Linked DNA regions of Mus musculus: region 1 is linked to region 2. The links are chromatin contacts, called in public Hi-C maps. All regions are on one chromosome and are shown on one strand. Each heading gives the region's core, a stretch centred on a gene start, on an enhancer-like site or on the middle of the called end of the contact. The rest is flanking DNA. Distances are from core to core; before and after follow the strand shown.

What was found. A called contact is a pair of places that touch in the nucleus more often than the background predicts.
Region 1: a contact with region 2 is called in a Hi-C map of nephron progenitors, with 1.9 times the contacts expected there. The contact joins two enhancer-like sites. A contact is called at or near these places in 2 of 484 Hi-C or Micro-C datasets (nephron progenitors and neural progenitor cells), 7 of 115 datasets of contacts at active chromatin or transcription factors (astrocytes, differentiating embryonic stem cells, embryonic basal ganglia and 4 more) and 1 of 9 other capture datasets (embryonic stem cells).

What each region holds. Positions count from the first base shown.
Region 1 is chr16:72,920,192-72,926,435 of GRCm38.p6, forward strand. The region is part of intron 3 of Robo1 (roundabout guidance receptor 1); the gene reads left to right. Among named protein-coding and RNA genes, the nearest start is that of Gm52247, 36 kb to the right of the region's middle. Within about 2 kb of position 4,425, at least 109 of the 459 cell types and tissues checked have an H3K27ac peak or open chromatin away from gene starts, as enhancers often do. A contact at or near this core is called in embryonic limb bud and nephron progenitors, where this site is marked.
Region 2 is chr16:72,683,808-72,689,706 of GRCm38.p6, forward strand. All of the region lies in intron 1 of Robo1 (roundabout guidance receptor 1), which reads left to right. Among named protein-coding and RNA genes, the nearest start is that of Robo1, 24 kb to the left of the region's middle. Within about 2 kb of position 3,009, at least 27 of the 459 cell types and tissues checked have an H3K27ac peak or open chromatin away from gene starts, as enhancers often do. A contact at or near this core is called in embryonic limb bud and nephron progenitors, where this site is marked.

The DNA of each region.
Region 1 (6,244 bases), core at 3,175-5,674, 240 kb after region 2:
TTTCGACAGTTTGCTTTGCCAGTCAGGTATCTCTGATTGTTCATGATGGCCAGGTGGCGTTTGGTTTCTTTCTGTTTACCTCAAACAAAATGAATTGTAACCTTCTTTTTTAAGTAGTACATTCCAAAGTTCACTGATTGTACAAGGCCCTCTCTCTTTACAAGAGGCCCCAAATGCAGAAATCAAAGAAACATTTGAAGCCATTCATGTTTAAATTACTTCTCATCTGAACCTTTGAAAGGGACCTGGGATTTCCTTTTCATTATTTATGCTTGGCCAAAATTAACTTTATTCCTCTATGGTGTCTACACTGAAAGATTCTCCCTCAAGAATAATTTCAATTTTCATTCCTAGGCCAAAGTCCCTAATGCTGACTGGACTTTTTCTATTGTTTAAAGGGCCAGATGCTTTTAAACCAAACATAGATTGGTAACGTCTGACCGCTTCAGTCTTTATCTCCTTAAAACCAAAGAATTTGATAATATGATAAATCATACACTTGTAAAAAATAATCTGGTGTACATTAACAGAATTACTACCAGATGGTACAGCATTTCGCTTCCTAAATCTTAGAAGTATAGGTGCTCCTGAAACATGGAAGGGTGACCATGCTTAAAACAGGCTTAGGTTAAAATCCACTTGTGTGGAAAACTCTCAAGAGCAGTTGAGCTCAATTTATAGAAAATTGGTTGAAGGTAATGGACCTTCATCTCCTTGAGAGGATAAAGGAATCCATCATTTCTTAAGCTGCCTTTTACACCCTCTTCTCTCATCTAGATGCATCCCTCCACTCCACAGAACCCTGCATCACGCTTGCAAAGATCCTATCGGGTTTACCCATCTTCATTAGAGAAGCCTATAAATATTCTGCCTGAACTCTAAGCAAGCTATAATAAACTCATGTTTACCTACAAGCAAGAGAGCTGTTCTCGCTGCATAGTCACTAATGTGGGATGTTTCCCTAACTCCACATCCTGCACACAACACAGGCAATATGTGCTGTAAATAGGCACATCTATTCCGATGACAACTCGAAGGATTAAATGTAATTAGGCTGGATTTCGTATCAAGCATGCTTAAGTCTGTCATGTGCTGAAAGGGGGACCCTAGGTCTAACACCCTGGCGAAGCCCTGGGATCATATTTATTTGTTCTAGTCTTTGGAGCTCAGTGTTTCCATACATTTACACAGTATTGCAGATGTGTACCGCCTGTTGTGGGAAGCCAAGAAAATATACGTTCCTAATCTCTATCCAGAAGAAAGCCCACTAGAGAAGCTTTGCTTTGTATGTGCGCAGAATGGGGTCCAGGGCACTAATGATCTGGAACAAATGATTGCTATTCCCTGATTGTTAGTTATCTCATATCCCTCCCCCAAACAGAACAAAACAAAACAGGAGAATGTGTCTTTATTGTGAGTAGGTTGTAAAACTAACGATAAAGCCTGCAGCATTGGACTATATATACACCACAGGTGTTAAAGATGTCATAACTATGATGAACACAGATTGCTACATGGAAATATCAGGCTATTGATTAAACTTGCCACAGACTTGATGAAGAAAGTTTCATGTGCTAACTTGCCTACCCAAAGCCACTAAAAGCATTTTGCACCTAAGACAGTGTTTCATTTTTTTTTTGTTCTTCAGATGTCATTTAAAATTCCCAGACACGAGTCAGAGAACTTAGATGCATTTCTTTGGGGAGATGATCAGAATTGGAATTTGTCTTCCATAGTGTAACATAAGAGTTTGGAATGATATCCAGTTCTGGAATATTAAGCAGGGTCTGAAGAGATGACAGCAGACATCATGAAAAGCCGGTTCATGCAATCGCCCTGGAAAAATACAGATAACATGTTTTCTACATAGATGCTGTGTATTTTAAATGCTAAACTTAGGAAAAAGTCCCAGTCGTCACAGAACGTGTTGATGCATGGAAGACAAGCAAAGAAGGATGGGAAATTGCGTTTATCTCTGGTTGTATTGTCCTTGTTAGGCTTCCCATTGGCTGACATCACTTCCAGCACAACCACCTGGTAGTGGCAGAGTTCCTGGGGTAGGGGTGGGGGTTGTGGGGGATGTGGGGGTCTGGAAGCAACCTAGGACTTACAAAATTCTGATTTCCAACTCCAAGTTCTAACTGTAATTTAGACATAGGTCATGAACAATTGTAGCCCCCTTGATGGTTAAGCCGAGGTCCGGGAGCAATCAGTAGATCCATTATAGCAATCTGTAGTCCCTTGATGCTCTTGGCAGAGCATTTCTCCTTTGTGTTTTCCGTCTCCGCTATGGAACTGAACCACGTATGATTGTAAGAGGATGTCTTTGAAGCCAACCCAAATGGTTTTTTAAATGTTTTTTGAAATAAGTAGCTTTCTCCTTTGTTTGGTTTTCATAGATCAGAATAGAAGTAGACGCCCACGGGAAGTTCTTGTTTTAACTTTTCAGGTAGCATGGTTCATCACTAGCTGGCAAGAGGTGTGCATGGCTAATGCTAACACCTAATGTTAATGTTTGAACTCTTGTTCAGTCTTTGTGTTCCTGAAGGATTACATTCACTAAACATAAATAAGTGATCATTCTTCATAAGTTACACACACACACACACACACACACACACACACACACATAATATATAACATAATGCTTAGAGATATGAGGGTGATTTGTTTTCTCATGTATCCCCAATGACTAAGGCACAGAACTGTCAAGTCAATGAGTTTTGTTTTTTTTCTAGCATCATATTATGTTCAATAAAAGAAAAGGAAATTCGCAGTATGGGTTTGAATTTATACCTCTATTCTCTTTGGCATGATGTTCTGGTTAACTAACTCACCAATTAATTTCAGCTGCTTATTTGCATGTTTTTCCTTATAATTCTTTGATATTCTGAGATGAAAACAGGAGCAGCTAGAGATCAAACTTAACTTCAACCTGCAGTTTTTACAAAATGTGCTTAAACTTGTGTAGGATCTCAGTGAATAGTATTAGATAATCCTGTTGCTCTTTTATATTTGCAAATTTCCTTTTTCTAAAGTCAGTCTGCCCACTGTGTTTCCAAGTCCAAGGATTCCTGCTGCACTCAACTGTGGCTCTCTGTCAGGGTGTAAGAGAATGTTATAAATTAGGCCCGGTCTCTGGAAAAGGCATTATCTTTGCAAAGTATTTGGTGGAGAAGGAAATCCTCACACTCAAGCAAAACTGTAGAGAACAAGGAAGCCCAGCAAGAAGGCAGAGAGAGAGAGAGAGAGAGAGAGAGAGAGAGAGAGAGAGAGCGAGAGAGCGCTTTGCTGTTGGCAAAGTATTTTCAGCTCTTGTCCTTGTAACTCAAAAGAGCCAAGAGTTTGAAAGCGAGCTTTTCTCTTCTCAAATACTATGAACATTTGTCATCTTTATTTCTAGAGTGCAGTCATAATTCCTCCGTAGATTTTTATTTCAGACGGTCGTAGCGGTGGCTATATGTAAATTCAGAATTATAGCCAGATGGCTTGGGGAGGCGATAAAAAGCCAACCAGGTTTTGTGGGAGAGTGAAAATTGCCCATAAGACTTGGCTTTTACCTTTAAAACAGCAGGACATTGTTTCATGAGACCTGTGAAGGAAATAATACATTAAGTTTAGTAGCTGTGGGCTAAATTAATTTTTCATATCCAAGCTGAATACTACCATGTAATCTGCCCAGAATTTTCATAGACGTAAAAGCCAAATCAGCTCCCTTGCTTTTAGGAGATGGCTTGCAAAGGCTACTTTATGACAAAACCGCTCTTTATATTGCTTGGTTTTTTTACGCGATTCACTTTGGGGTTCTAGTCTAAATGGCTTGGGAATCAGACACCTCGGGAATCAGCTAAAAGCTTATGCTGGGTCATCTGCCTGCCATTTCATCAGCTGGCTGCAGTGGCCAGCTGGAGTTTGGAATATTATAAATTAGACGGGAGTTTTCTCCCTTGATTGTTTTAGGGACCATGCTGTAGTGCCCCCCCCCAATGGATTTGCAGCAGAAAATGCCAAATTCAAGTCTTCTATTCTTGTCTTTAAGCCCCCACTTATGCAAGAAAACTAGGTAGACATTAAGAAGTCCATGTTTCTTAATCTTTGCTTTTTTTCTCTTTGTTAAAATAACACTTCATGAATAGGTCCTCTGGTGGTGTGCTCCCATTATAAGGAAAGGTCTTAATTTATCCTTCACAATGAAAAGTATCCTCTCCCTCTAACTTAACTGTGTCTCTGCAGGGTGCCTCCCACTTGCCTGCAATTAGCTGGGCTAGATGTAGTCTGTCATCAAATTATCATAGGTGCACTTCACCAATTTATAAATTGCTCGGAGGAGGAAGAGGCGAAGTTCAGCAAAAGACGGAAGTAGCCGGGGAACTGCAGCTGCCACAGTCCTAGACGGAATTCCTCCCTGGCCTGTGTTCTCAGCTGGCGGCTCCCCAAGCTGTGTGGAGAGCCACGTGCTCCCTCTGGGATAATTGCTTCTTCTGCCTGAGTCTCTTGTTGCTTCTTTCCGATGATCAAGTGTGTTTAAACTCCTGGCTGAAATCATGTTGGTTTTCAGACAGCGTTGTAAAGTGTACCAGCAAACAAACGAAATTGGATCATGTGCTCTTGAATGTCTGTCGCTCAGGCAAATATAGGATAGCCATGAAAAGATCTTAATTGCCCGCTTTCCCCTAATTCAAAGCTGAAGAGAGTCATCTAAAGACTTACACGCTATGTTTCCTTTTCCCCCTTTGAGATGCTTGCCTTCTTATGTCAGGAGATTAAATGGAAAAGGTGATGTGATTGCTTCCAGTTTGCTCTCATATTTCCTGCCCAGTGTGTACGCTGTTGCCTGACCTCTTGTTACCAAGTTAATTCTGTATGTGTGTGCAATTCCCAGGAGCACGCTGTGTCCTTTAACTAGGCTGTGAAAAATGAAAAAGACAATGCTAATGAATTAGTAAAATAAAGAGGGATACTTTTCCCTATCAAGTTTAAGTGTGTGTGTGTGTGTGTGTGTGTGTGTGTGTGTGTGTGTGTATATGTGGGGTGTTTAATAAGGTTGAAATCTGACTGATTTAATTTTTTTCTACCCTACAGCAAGATAAAATATCATTAATATTAGTATTCATCTATTATCTTCTTTTGACTCATCTCAGGGCACAGCTGTTGCCCTTTTGTGTCTGGTCAGGAGTACACCACAACTTTACCTACTAGCCTTTGTGGGCCACATGCAATGGCTCTTAATCAAAAGACCTCAGTGGGAAATACTTTAAACAGTTCATTGTTTCTTCCTCATCTCCATCCATTTCCTCCTTCTCCACCTCGACTCATTCCTGTGTCAAGCTCCCATGTCCAGATTGCAATGGCCATAGGGAGAAATGAAAGAGGTTTGCTGTAGCTTTTTTCATGAGACAGCGGTCAGTAGTGTTAGGAAATCTAGAAAGAGCAGGTTAACTTAAAATCACCTTTGCTAATTCAGAAGACCTGTGATATGGCTGGGTCAAGTTCATTGTTGTATTAATCTAAAGACTTACTATTAGAGATCTTCTTGAGATCTTGTTGTCATAGGCACAGATATGATTTAAAGTCTTATTTTGTATAATTTAATAAGCACATATATGGAGGCGATATACAAATTAATTCTTGAAAGTTAACTTACATCGAAGAGAAATGTTGATGGAATTGTGGCAGTAGTTCTATGTCAGGCCTTTTTGATAGTGAAAATTTATCAAGAATTTGACATTTTTTTAATAATGACCTTGACATGTAAGCTTCAAAGAGGAAAAACAATAATTAGTGTGTTTATTCAGAAATAGAAATTACCTACATATAATAATAAATCATAATTACTAAGCAGATGAGATCATCTTGATTAAAGCTGTTTTTCTTGCACAGTTCAATTAGGGATCTGGATAGTGGGGGAAAGGGCCACAAAAGAACTGTCATGCCTGCCTTCATACTCTGGGACCAGAATTGCCTAAATTTTCTCTCAGTTGGTTCTAAGTTTTTAATTACCATGAGAGATTTTGGAAGACTTATCCAACCCTTCGTCATGTGTATAATAGAATAGTACTGCCATCGCTGTTTTGTTTCTTTTAGAAAGCAACGAACTAGCATTACTATCACTGTTCTTTATCGTTAGGTAGGGTCTCCATATGCTGCCTAGGCTGCCCAGTGACTTTCTGAAGTCATCAGCATCCTTCCTGCTTCTGCCCCTGAAACACTGTGATTACAGATGTGAGCCAAAGCACAGAGCATT
Region 2 (5,899 bases), core at 1,759-4,258:
ATGAGCTTCGGGGGGAATTTGTGTAAGAGGAAGGGATTTGAAGAGAATCTCTGGGTAGGAGTTCTGGACTACAGGAGGACCTGGTGATGCTGAGAGAGCCCTGTGGATGGTACCTGCCTTACAGGAAACCTAAAGCTTAAAACACTGGGGGAAAGAACCTGAAGTGCAAGCCAATCATTGATGCAAAGATGTGGCTTTGGAGAAGCCTGAATTAAGTGCTAAGAGAAGCTTTTCTAGTGAGAAAGAAGCTTAGGAGGGAGGAAAGGGAGCAAACGAGGCTTGACTCCAGCCAGCTCTTCCGGCTGGCTTTGGTGGTCACTATTATCTCTATCAGAATTACTACAGTAAGATTAGAGGTCTTGTTAAAGGAGACAAAAATGAAAGGAAACAGGTGTCTCTGAGTCTGTTTTAGTTGCATTCCCTTCGATTTTGAGCGAGTTTGCTTCTTTGCTGAGCATATTGCCATTTCAGTGAAGTACTATTGATTTATAAGGGAAAAAAAAGCGTGGAACATGGAGCCCATTTCAGGATAATTCAAATGTACAAATCATTACTGAGTCATCACTGGGTAAGGTTACCCTGAAGATTAGAGACTGGGGGGAGGGGGGCCTCATTGTGATCCAAAGAAAGTCTGGTGTAGCACGCATTAAGACAGAAATCCTCTAGTGTCTGTCCATCTGCCAGGATCTGTTACCCATCCAGTTGCGGTGGCCATTCTCTTACTACAAGAATACAGAAGCATTGGTACCCCGCTGCTCTTCAGGCTTAGTCTTCTGTAATGCTGTTTCTTCCTCTTGCTTCTGTGCCTAACCCTTATTCAGCACACATCAGGCACGTTAGGCTTCATCTACAGGAACACATTTGTCTCTCATGCCCTGTAACAAAGCACTATCTATCTATCTATCTATCTATCTATCTATCTATCTATCTATCTATCTATCTATCATCTATCCATCTATCTATCTATCTATCTATCATCTATCTATCTATCTATCTATCTATCTATCTATCTATCTATCTATCTTAGATATAGCAACTCATTACTAAACAGTGATCATGAGGAACTAATTTAGAATTATCTCTGACCAACCACAAAATAGAAATGAGAGTGCTGTTCCTTCTTTAAGCAAAGTTTGCATGAGGGAGGAGAGGACCTTATCGGGATTTGTTAAGCATCGCCCTGATGATGCTTTGGACTGGGTGAATCTTTGTGGAGCTGCCTTATGCTTTGAGGGCTGCTCAACAGCTTCCTCAGCCTGCATCACAGCCTTTGTGGTGATAGGCAGACATGTCATTGTCAACCTCTTTAAAGGTAACACATTTATATTTATAATTATAAATAATTATATTTAAGTCTATATATTATATGTCTATATATTATATAGTTCTATATAATATATACACATATAGTATACATATATACATACACATATACACATACATATAACATATAATATGTTATATGTAATGTTTTATAACACAAATGCATGCATGTTATGGGTATATACATGTACAAGTATATTTTTCTATGCTCTTCTGAAACCAAAAGAACCCTAGTGTATGCGTGTGACTGACAATCATAATTATCTTGGCATGAGACTTTTATGTTATAAAGACACTCAAAAATTGGGGATAAGGACCAGGCGCAGTGGTACAGGCCTTTAATCCCAGCACTCTGGACACAGAGTCCGTTGATTTCTATCAGTTTGAGGCCCAGAAACACCTTTATCTTTCATGCCTTCTAGTCTCTCTCTCTTCCTAGTTAGTCTGGATTATAGGCTCTGGGCTAACCAGGGTTATGGCAAGGTGGCTCTGGCAATCTGTCTTTAAAAAATCCTCTAGGAGGATGCTTTGTAGAAGCAAGATGATAAACACTGAAGAAGCTACCTCGGAAGGAACCAAGGCTGAGGTGGAGTCGGGCATGGAGAGAGAAGTGACCTAGGCTCTGTGCACTGCACAATCACAGGTCATCCTGGGCCCTCAGGAGGGTGCTCCTCCTGGAGCACAGACCCTGCTCGTGAGAAGAACCAGGCTCCTTGGATTTGTGTGATGTAGCAGACCTGATGGAAAGATTCTGGTTATACTTTGAAGGTAGAAATCTGGGACCTTATGGGTTTGCCCTATGTGGGGAGTCATGGTAGTTAAGAGAAGGGAAGAATATCATTAATTACTCCACTTTGATTCGGGTCTTTCTTTGTTCTGGGACAGATGGAATTTGTTAGAATTAATTTATGTCAGTACTAAAAGTATAAAGTGAGCTGCATCAGCTAACAGAGCAGACACTTCTGGCCTTGTGTGTACAACAGTCATTATTTTCCATCTGGCTGTCTAAACAAATGCCATATGAAAAGTGTCCTGGTAGGGTTGAATGTATGGATTCATGTCTGTGAGGTATTTATAAACACACCATGTGAATTCTTGCCCCCCTCTCGCATTTTAATGGCTTCACATTAAATGGTAGGTCATTATACTTTTCTCTGAGACAGTGAAGGGTGATTAACTCCGTCTGGGTTCAACCAGTGTAATTTTAGAGGCTACAAATATTGTTACAAGTCAGGTTAAGGCTTAAAGGTGAGAGCATAGTGAAGCTTGACTGAATGACTTTTACAGCATCTAGTTACTGTACACAAACAAAGACACTCTTGTTTTCTTTCCATTATGAATACAGAGGACAAATGACTAGCTTGTTATATAGAGGAAAAAAATGTGAAAATTAGCTTGAGCTACAATAAACTTCATGCTGTGTGAGCCCATTTACTCGGTATCTCAAATGGAACGTTCTTTTCAGAGCCCTGTTTAGCACTGAGCCGATTTAGAAACTTTAGAGCCCCAAATGCCAAGCCCTCTGTTGAGATAAGAGCAACCCAGCCAATGGCATCAACAGATCTACCACCTTTTACATAGAGAAGCCAATTTACCTCAATAGAACATACTCACACACTCTTCAGGGGGAAATCGCCTTTTCTCTCGCCATTGAGTGTTTTTGATAGATCCAACTCCCTCCCCAGATGCTTTCCATGCGCACTGTCTGTTTTCCTGCTAAGTACTTGGGTAATTTGATATATTCTTTTCCTTTTCCCTGGTTGGCTTCAAATCTTGGAGAGTGGATCTCAGCCAAGGAATGGAGTTTGAAGCATTAAGGTTGTTTATGACCAAGGTATACATAGGAAGGAAAGACTAAATCTGTGTGTGTGTGTGTGTGCGCGCGCGCGTGTGTGCCACAGGTTGGTGTCTAATGTCCTGAATGTTCTCTTACTCTCTTACTAATACAGGACTTCTCACTTGAATACTGAATTTGATGACTGTGGGAGTTTGGATAGCCAGCATGCTCTGGGGATCCCCTGACTCTGCCACAGAGTGCTAGGTTACAAGTGGGAGACCCAACTTGCCTATTATTTACATGATTTCTGGGGATCCAAATACTGGCCCACACACTTATGGACCAAGTCCTATACCCATCTCCCCAGCCCCAAAGCTTCCTTATAAAGTTGAGTTTATCATCTACATTGATCTTAATAACAAATGAGAAAGAAAGTCTGATTCTGTCTAGACTAAGTTTACTTAAATGACTAGACTTTTTGAAGTAAGTTATGTAAACAGAATTGGAATTCAACATTCTAATCATTAAGAAATTCTTACTATCTAACAAACTATGCTCATTTCTTCTTCAATATTATATGTTCATTTTACAGAGGGCGTTCCTTTAATTGAATTGTGGCCCAAATATAACAAGATTTGGTGGGAAAGCATCATTTTGGTTTAGCAGATTTTGATGTAAACTTTAAAGATTTTAGGAGACAGTTTGCTTTCCCTGAAGTAGAATAGATGTGGGTGATGATCGGGAGCCCCATCCCAAAGGGCAAAACAAACAAACAGACCTCCCCAAAACAAACAAATCTCACCAACCCTCAGAGGACCTGCCATGACATTCAAAGTAAATAACTCTCATTTGGGTGAACTGATTCTTTAAACACTGCAGGCTGCTCTGACATCACCCCAGAAGCAAAGGCTCTGAGATGGGCTGAGTAAATTCAGTTCCAAGGTCAGGGCGGAAATGCAAAGGTCAAGGCTTTGCACTTAGCCCTGTGTCAACATCGCCATGCCCTAATAAGTCTAGAAACTGACTTGGCCGAGCTCAGCTACAAATATAAATACATTGCACCCCTGCTGCAGCTTCAATGAAATGATAAGTAAATGCAAGCCTCAAGTCCTTTGCATTGCAGCCCAAATCAACCTGACATTCAAGAACTTTCAAACTATGAGAAGAAAAATGGTTTTTGTTAATGGTGTTTATTTAGGATGCTAGTGTGGTTATTAAATCTTTTTTTTTTTTCTTTAGAAGCGTTCTGTGTGCATGTGTGCGCATGTACACAGGCCCCTCTCCACACACATGCACCTCTGGGAACTGTTATCTTTGTATTCCCCTCTACTAGGCTGTTGCGGAACATGTGGGTGTTGGGAGTTTGCTTTTGAACTGTGTGCCTGGCCTTCAGTTTTCTTGGGTTCAGGGTTTGCTTACTTGGATGGGTGCGGATGGGGGAGGGGGTCCGATAGCCACAGAGACTGTAGAGGAATTGAACAAAGTTCTTGTTCAGGATTGTGAAAGACTGAGGTGCAATACACGTAGCTTTTCTGGCAGTCTGGCAAACTAGAAAGACGTGCGCACTGTCATCTCAGTGCAAGCCTTGGCATGCACACCAGACCTCATTGTGGCTTTTGTTCCTGGTAAAATAGACAAATCTGATTTACTTCAGAAATTTCCTTGAACAAGACTTTGGTTGCTCTGGAAACCCTGGAAGGACACAAAGGTGCTTGGATTGCTTGTCTTAGGCAGGAAGATCTTCCCCTGTGATCACATTGTTATTTGAAGGCCTTGGCTAAGGCGGCCTGAGTCACTTGTGTCTGTCCTAGTCTTGACTTTAATGTTTGAAAGGCAGTTGGCCCAGACTGCAATTCCACAAGGGTCCTGATGTTTGGTTTAATGGCTGCTATGGAGTCTTCAATGTTGTTGTGATATCATAGTAAACCCTTCCTTACTCTGCTTTGAGCAATAAACCAATGTATTATGTTATAGATGAAGACCTCCATCCAAGACGGAGCCTTGTTGTATGTCTAAGCGATTATGAAAATTTATTTTGTACTTGATGAAACATTTTGTCTGATTCAAGAGGAGCTCTTCCCATTCGTCTAATATGACTATAGAGAAAAATGCCACCTCTGGAGTAATGAATGGGCTGGGAAATGATTTGTAGAGATTGGCTGAGATAGACTAGCTTAGCCTGATTGCAGGAGGGGATCACTTCCATCTGAAATGTGTTAGGGGAAGGCAGACATCAGAAAGCTATGAGAAACGCTAGGTAGAAATCGTGCCCACCATTTTCTAAATCCAACATATCAATTTTAACCCTTAGAGTGAACATTACTCAGTTAATTCTACCATTGTCTTTGAGTCTGGAATATTTTCTTGGGAAGCTTGTTTCAATTTTCATATTTCATTTTAGCAGCCAAATATTTTTTTTATTTTCATGGACATGATTTTGTTTTTCTTAAAGTTTTATTTTCATTTATTTCAGCTCATAATACTTTTGATATTATGACTATACCAAAGTTAGATGTGGGTACATCCAACTAGCCCTATTGTAAATTAAAAACATTCTAAGTAGAAGCTGCAGTCCGTCTCCTTAATCTAGTGCATTGTAATGTTGTTCTTGCTTGCTCTCAGGAGTGCTTAGAGGACTTGAGTTCCTGTTCTCTGTTGTTTGGTCGGCATTTGAATTTCATATTGGGTATCACAAGACTAAGAGATGTCTCATGGTTTTCTACCACAGTCAAGTCATTGTAAGTCAGGGACTGTCTGCATCTTCCTAATTATTTATTTATCACTGTTCTTTTTCCTAAG